Linked DNA regions of Oryctolagus cuniculus: region 2 is linked to region 1. The links are chromatin contacts, called in public Hi-C maps. All regions are on one chromosome and are shown on one strand. The core of a region is the stretch at or near the end of the contact, and the rest is flanking DNA. Distances in the headings are between cores, read along the strand shown.

What was found. Hi-C and Micro-C count contacts between places; a contact is called where the count stands out from the background.
Region 2: a contact with region 1 is called in a Hi-C map of an unstated tissue, with 2.0 times the contacts expected there. The contact joins two enhancer-like sites. A contact is called at or near these places in 2 of 6 Hi-C or Micro-C datasets (ear pinna and an unstated tissue).

Annotation. Positions count from the first base shown.
Region 1 is chr18:54,257,716-54,261,494 of mOryCun1.1, forward strand. All of the region lies in intron 1 of ZFHX3 (zinc finger homeobox 3), which reads left to right. Among named protein-coding and RNA genes, the nearest start is that of ZFHX3, 88 kb to the left of the region's middle. Within about 2 kb of position 1,911, at least 2 of the 8 cell types and tissues checked have an H3K27ac peak or open chromatin away from gene starts, as enhancers often do.
Region 2 is chr18:54,388,281-54,392,059 of mOryCun1.1, forward strand. The region is part of intron 4 of ZFHX3 (zinc finger homeobox 3); the gene reads left to right. Among named protein-coding and RNA genes, the nearest start is that of ZFHX3, 220 kb to the left of the region's middle. Within about 2 kb of position 1,756, at least 4 of the 8 cell types and tissues checked have an H3K27ac peak or open chromatin away from gene starts, as enhancers often do.

The sequences.
Region 1 (3,779 bases), core at 661-3,160:
TGCAGCCGCGGCCCCTGGCGGGTAGCGAGCTCCCCCAGCTCAGGGCATCCTGCCTGCTGCCTCTTGATGCCGCCTGCGCCGCGTGGTTGGCTTTATGCTGGTCTTCTGTTGGGCCCCGCTGAAAGCCGTAAGCGCCTGCTCTTGAGGATTCCAAGAGGGGATGGCCGAGGAATCGCAGGTAAATGGGACAGAGCTATGATGGGAGTACGAGATGCGTACCTGTAACTGCCCAGGGTCGTCCTGCCTGTGGCCAGTGGCGCCGGCAGGGACACCTGGAGAGGAACGGCTGCAGGCCTCAGTACAGGAGCCCCACTATCCACTGGTTCCTCTTCTGCATTCCAGTTACCGTGCTCAACTGTGGCCCGAAAATATTACACGGAGAAGTCCAGAAATCAAGACTGCCTAACTCTGAAATAACTTTTATTCTTAAAAAAGATCTATTTATTTATTTGGAAGGCAGAGTTACACAGAGAGAGATCTTCCATCTGCTGGTTCACACCCCAAATGGCTGCAGCAGTCAGGGCCAGGCCAGACTGAAGCCGCGAGCCAGAAGTTTTATCCAGGTCTCCCAGGGGGTGCAGGGCCCCAGCACTTTGGCCGTCTTCTGCTTTCCCAGGTGCATTAGCAAGGAACTGGATCGGAAGTGGAGTAGCCAGGGCACAAACCAGAGCCCATGTGGGCTTAACCGGCTGTGCTGCCACAACTCCAGACTTAAAATAACTTTTATTATAATGTATTGTTGTAGTTCTATTTTATTATTACTGTTAATCTCCTACTGTGCCTAATTTATAAGGAAAAAAGGCAGTGTGTGTAGGGTTCAGTACTACACGGGGCTTCAGGCATCTGAGACCCATCTTGGAACGCATGCCCTGAGCTTAAGGGGGGCCCTGCTTGTTTGCGAGCCTGGCCTGGCTCTTCCTTAGACGCGTGACTGCTGGCGACTCGCTCTTCTCAGAGCCTTGGGCATGTGTGTAGGGTCTGAGTGTCACTGCTAGGCACTCTCTCCTCTCTTTGTCTCTCTGAGCATTAATAGTAACACTTACTGAGCAGCTCCCATCCTGAATGCTTTACTGTCTCCGTAATCCTTACAACCATACGGGGCACATACGATCCTGGTGCCCTTTAAATGTGTAACGAATCTAAGCCCAAAGTAGGTTAATAACTTGCAGCTTTTAAATGACCTCAGTGCCGTGATGCCAGCCCAGAGCATAAGCTCTTAGCCATTGCTGTACTACATAAAACTGTAGTAATGCTATATTGCGTTAGACCATACTGCTGCTACACTATACACTACCACTGGATTGTTCAGTATGCTGTACTCACACTGTACTGTGTCATACTTTATACTGTACTAATAGTGAACCAAACTCAAAGTGGATACCGACCGTATACCTTGCTATACTAATACTATACCATTTGCCATATGCTATACTAAATCTGTATGATATGTATATGGCATACACTGTATCATATCGTATACTGACCTGGTTCTGGAGAAGGCTGATACTCTATTACATAGCGTGCTAGGGCTCTGCTGTATCTTACTGGGTATTACACTGGTGCTGTGCTCTGTACTGTAGTCTCCTAAAGCTGTAAGGCTTTGCCGAGTGGAGTGCGGGACTTCCTTGTTGTGTTAACTCCGTGCCCCCCTGGTGTGTGCATGCGGGATGTGCTGTTGGGAGAAAACGCCACCTAGCAGGGCTGGCAGGAGGTGGGTGTTCCGCCCCCGCACCCGGCAGCTGCGGCAAGGTCCCAGGTGCTCACCTGGGTCGTGAGCTGGGCCCTTGCCTGGCTGGGCAGGCCTGGCCTTGGCCGTGGCTCCCTGGTTCTCACCAGGGCAAGGTCAGTTCATGGTTGGCAGGGGCCTGGGGACAAGGGCACGATGTGTTAGGTTGATAACGTTCCTGCTGTCAGAGACATGGGCCCCGGAGCCCCTGAAGAACATCCTGTTCTATCTCTACTCGGGGACAGTGCGTTTCCCCGGCTTCAGAGCCAGGCCCTGGGGGACGCGGTGTCACCCACACCTTGGGGATTGCTGAGGGACAGTGCTGGGAGGTGTAGCATTCCCAGGGAGGAGTGCCTGTCTGGGCCCTGCTGGGTTTGTCTCACACACGCACAGAGGGAAGAGGAAACTCCTGCCCTGAGTTGGGCCCTGAGTCGGGAGAGATGGCCGCTGCTGCGGCAGCCCGGTCAGGGACAGGTTTGGAGAGCAGACTTTCCACTCCAAATTCCTGCTCTTTGCCTGAGCCAGAGCAGCCCCAGGCCAGTGCATGAAACCAGCTACGCAAAACTCAATTGTTCCCGAACTTCCACCCGCTGGCGCTGACTAACACCACTTCCCCTCCTGTAACGCCATGTTCGCATAATTAACGTATAATTTGATACCTGGAAATTCGTGCTGGGTGGAGTTGGCAAGGATGACTCAGCGGTCAGCAATCCAGACTCCAGGGTTCTGGAACTGTGCGCGCCGCCTCCCCATCTGCCGTTACTGCGAGCTGGTTTGGCCAGCACCCTGACGTCCTGAAGAGACCGTGGCCGACTGACAATTCAGTGGGTTTGTAGCTCTGACTGCCCACTCGTCCACTGGGCTTGTTCTTAGCTTGCTTCTCCTGTGGACTGGGGGCATTTGAAGCCACCATAGTTGATTTCATTTCCTGCTTCTTTATCAAGACAGTGGCATCAGTATTCAAACATGCAGTAAGTAATTATCAGTGGAGAATAAAGATGAAAAATGACGACGATTTTACAATTTAAATTTATAGTGTATGCTGATGCTTATAAGTTTTGTAGGAGAAATTATTTACTGTGTTGGCACTGGGCTTACTGTGAGGGAATCCTGGTTCCTAATGTATGTGTGATACCTGCCCATTTAAAGGTAGAGTGGCCGCAAGTCCCCTGTCCCCTTGCTAAGAGTCAGCAGCTTTGAGAGCCGACCAGGACGTCTTGGAAATGAGAGGAGACACTCAGAGCGGCACAGGTGGAGAGTTGCATGTGGCGTGAACTCGGAGGAAGGAGGAGAGCAAGTTCCTTAAACAGCAGCGGGAGATGGGTGCCAACTCTCACCTTGGCTCGGCCGTCACAGCGGGATGTGAGGGGTCCATGCTCCCTCCAGGCTGCGGGGAAGGTGGGAGCTGCAGGAGCGGCTCTGGCCTGGCCGTTTGTGCCCTGTCCTGCATTGGTGCTTGTGAGCCTTTCAGGGTTTGAGAACTTGACTTTGGAAAGCTTCTAAATTTGTTCCTAGTGGGTTGATTTATTTTGTTGAGGTCAAATTAGAGCTAATGGCCCTAATGGTTTACAATGCTCCTAAATGGTTCTTAGCACTTAGGCAGGCTTGGCTGGCCATTGTGGGCGGGTTTCCAAGTGTGGACCATACCATTCTTAGGGTATATTTTTTTGTGAAAGTCATCGTTGAGAGCCCAGCTCCTGTGTGCAGGCAAGGCTAAAGGGTAACAGCAGAATTGATCACACTTAGCGTTCAGTTTTCCCTTGGTGTCAGATCCAGGGAGGTGTTTGTGACTGCGGGCCCTGTGGGGCCGTGTGCCTCAGGTGGACACCAGCTTGGAGTTGCGTCGATGGTGGTGGCTTGTCCTCCTCCACCCTGCCTACGAGTGTGCTATGGACTAAGTGCAGTGAAAGGGGAGCCTCATAGTTCCTCCGGCCATTCCTTGTTGCCAAACAGATCCTGTGAGAACAGGTAACCAGGTTAAAGCAATCCCCGGCGCATCGCTTCCAGCCGTGCCGTGCTTTCTGTGAGTTCATGGCAAGGTCTTTGGCGAAGG
Region 2 (3,779 bases), core at 506-3,005, 130 kb after region 1:
CCATCCTGGAACTTGGGATTTAAGATGGGCAGTGGTGTTTCCATTCAGAGCCTGTGGTGGAGGCTCTGAGTGAGGTGGATGCCTTCAAGTGTGGTCAGTAGGGACTGGCGTTGTGGCGTAGTGAGTGAAGCCACCATGTATGTCGCCAGCATCCCATACGGGCACCGGTTCATGTCCTGGCTGCTCCACTTCTGATCCAGTTCTCTGCTATGGATTGAGAAAGCAATGGAAGATGGCCCAAGTCCTTGGGCCCCTGTACCCATGTGGGAGACCCAGAAGAAGCTCCTGGCTCCTGGCTGTTGCAGCCATTTGGAGAGTGAGCCCGCAGATGGAAGCTCTCTCTCACCCTCTCTTTCTTTCCCATTCTCTTTGTAACTTTGCCTTTCAAATAAATAAATATTTAAAAGCGTGGTGAACAGATATGACCATGTCCCTGGGAAGCAGCGATCTGGGATGGCCTCCCGGGATGGGCACAGGCCTGTTGAGGGTGGTTTGTGTTTTCTGGCTGGGCCTGCTGTGGCCTGGGGAGTTGTCCAGAGCCCGATCTGGGGACCAAGCTCTTTCCATCGGTGCCCACTGCAGAACCAGCTGACCTGGGGGCTCCTCCTGGTTGCCCTGACAGTCTCCACACCCCTCCCCACTGTCCTTGTAGCCCGTGCCCTTGCAGGGCATGGTGCGTTTGTTTCTCTGCAGCATGGAGAGGTGATTGTCACATGGGCGTGTGTGTGTGATTTTTTTTTTTTTTCGATTGATGAGCCCCAAGTGGCAGAGAGACCATCTGGAGGTCAGCAGAGAGCTGGGGATGGTAAGTACAGGCGTGCTTGGTGTGGTTCTGTCTTCTACCCCTGAACAACCAAGGAACCGAATGGCAGCCGCTGGCCAGGAATTGATTGCATTAATTGATTTGCCAATAAGAGAGCTTGTTACGTCCGCCATTGGCTAGGAGGCCAGCTGACAAGTCCGCTGATCAATGGCGCCAATGAAGATTTCATCCATTAATGAGCAACATGGTAATTAATGTTATCCGTAAACCAGTTAGTCTGGGGAGCTGTCGCACCAGGGAGTACAGTGAGTGGCAGCGCCCGAGGGTGGGCAGGCAGCCACCCCGTCTGGCCTGGATTGGGGTCTTCTGGCAGGGTCAGGAGGAGAGAACAAGGCCTTCCACTCTGGAGGGTGCATTTCAAGTGGAGAAAGTCAAGTTCAGAGCCCTGGGCAGGGCTGCAAGGAGACTGAGCCTGCCGGGCCCCATACGCAAGTGTGCTGAGCCCCCTCTGGTCCCCATACCTGCTGGGAGGACCGCAGGGCGTGCCTGTCTCTCCCAGCTCCGCTAACAGCACAGCTTTCCCACGCGAGTCTCTGCGGGGCTTTTAGGGGCGTAATGGAATGGCTGAGGCCCCAGTTACTCTGGTCCCCGCTGGGCATGCTGTCCCCAGGGACACTCCCATCCGTGGCTCACATGCACTGCCCTGTGTTCTGGAGGGAGGGCCAGGGCCTCTTCTGGGAACCATGAGCCAGTGGTAAAGTAATTAACATCCCCACCCCACCCCCACCCCCCCAACCCCACCCCTGGGTTTCAGTAGGAAGAAAGATTTTGCTGGAAGAAAGAAAGAAGGAGAAGCAGACGATGGAAAGCTGTGCCCTTTTCCTTCCCCCCTGGTTTTGTGAAATGACATCAGTGGGTTGTTTGCCAAGCATAACCTGGCAGCCTGGTGGCTCTGCCTGACTGCCTGAGATTTCTGGGGACCGTGCGGCTCGCCAGCTCCAGCCGTGGCAGCGTGCCAAGGTGACGTTCCGTGACTAAGCAGAAACGAGGGCGAGGGAGAGAGGGAGGAAAAAGGTATGTGTGGTGGGGGAGCTGGGAGAAACAGTGGTCCCGGGGTTGGGGGTGGCAGGGGAGACCAGGAGGCATGGCAGGGGGCCTCTGTGCAGGCAGGCGGCTGCCCGGAGTGCACCCTGGCGGGCCGGGGAGGGCTCCTGTGACACTGGGGCGTGAGTGAGTGCGTGTGTGTGTGTGTGTGTGTGTGTGTGTTGTAGGGAGCTCCAGGGCAACAGCCAGAAACAGAGCCTGGGAGGCGCTCAAGGGGTCCAACTTGGGAGGGAACCAAATGAGCCCAAGGGAAGGTGACAGCCCAGAGGGCCTGGCACCATTGAGAAGGAGGCTTAGGGAAGCTTTTATCTGCACCAGGCCCAGTGGATACTCCACAGCGGAGTTTCCTTTCCATTGTTAGGTATTGACCCTCAGAGACCCCTTGTGGATTCCCTAATTGAAAATTAATACTAGATCAATGCCACGGGCAATTTGCATATTGATCATAAACAACTTTGAAGGCACCGAGTGTGCGGCAGATCAATAGGGCTCCTGAACAGGCTGCAGAGCGAGCACCTCCCAGTACAGTGCACTCCGAAGAAAGGTTAATGATTTGGGAAGTTCCTAACTGCTCAGCCCAGGCCCCGCCCCGCCCCGCCCCACGCCGCACCGCGCCAGGCCTGTGCTGCCTGCCTGCCATTGCCACTGTGCCCTCCCCCACGTGAGCAGAGGGAGGATGACTGTGCTGGAGTGAGGGAGGGGCCGGCCGTGCGTGTTTTACAGTTGCCTTTTTTGGTGCTGGATGAAGTCTTGGGGCAGTTTATTCTGGGAAGCGCACTGTAAAAGGCAGCACAGCCAAGTCCGCAAAACACCGTTCTGCAGATGCTTTGCGTGGCATGACGTGGAGGGGAGGAGCCCGCCGTGCCCGGCCTCTCCCCAGGCTTCTGAGCAATGTGGAAATCCACCTGACTTCGACCCTCACCTGCGCTGAGTGTGGCCCGTTTTGCTTCCTGTTCACATGGCCTCTGTGGCTGGCTTTTCCCTCCTCGCTCGTCACCACCTCCTCCCTGCTTTGCACCTTCTCGTTTCTGTCTGGCTTGCGACCTCACCTTTCCCAGTGTCCCCAGCAAGCTGCCTTGGGGCTCCTCCCTGTGTTCCCCTTCCCGACTCTCTGGGCCCCACCTGTGTTTTCCTCTCTGCCTCCAACCTGGCCCAGATCCAGCTCCTCCTTCCTGCTGGCCATGGAAACAGTGTGTGGCCCAGCCGCCCCATGAGTACCCGGAACTTGCCCAGTCCTGTCCAGCAGCACAGCCCAGGATGTCCTGAGATTTTGAGCCCTCGAGGGTGGTGGCTCTCATGGCAGAGAGATGTGTGTGTCTCAGTGTGGGGAGACAGCTCTTGGGTGGGGGTGAGTCAGCCTGACTTCCCTCCAGGAGAGCAGCCTGAGGACTGTGCAGCCCCCTCCCCCACTCCCCCTGCACCCCGTGTCGGAGGAGTGAAGGGGCGGTGCAGCTGCAGAGGAGGGAGGGTGGCGCCTGGTATCCAGGTGGGAGGTTCTTTGCAGTACGCCAACCCCTGGGTTTCTGGGAGTCAGGACTGTCCTCACGCTGGCCAGTGGCGGGGAGCGGGCGGCGACCCCCTTTCACTGTGCATTTCTGCACCTCAACTCAGCCCTCCCAGCCCCCAGCCCAGGGAGCAGAGGTTATGTCTTGTCGCCGTCTATGTCTGTGTTTTACGTGCACAAGTGTGTGCACACAGACTAGACGCATCCCACATGCGGCTTCCGGAGCAAAGAGGGGGTGGGTCTGGGGTCCAACCTGCCCCGGGCGAGAGGTAGTGAGGGTGAGTGCCTCATTCTGATGCTCACGAAGTGCTGCAGGTGTGAGCCGAGCCTTGGCCCTGCGGTGACCCCAGGCCTCCAAGAACCTGTCCCTAAGAGCTGCCATGGTTGGTCTCGCACCTGCTCCCTCTC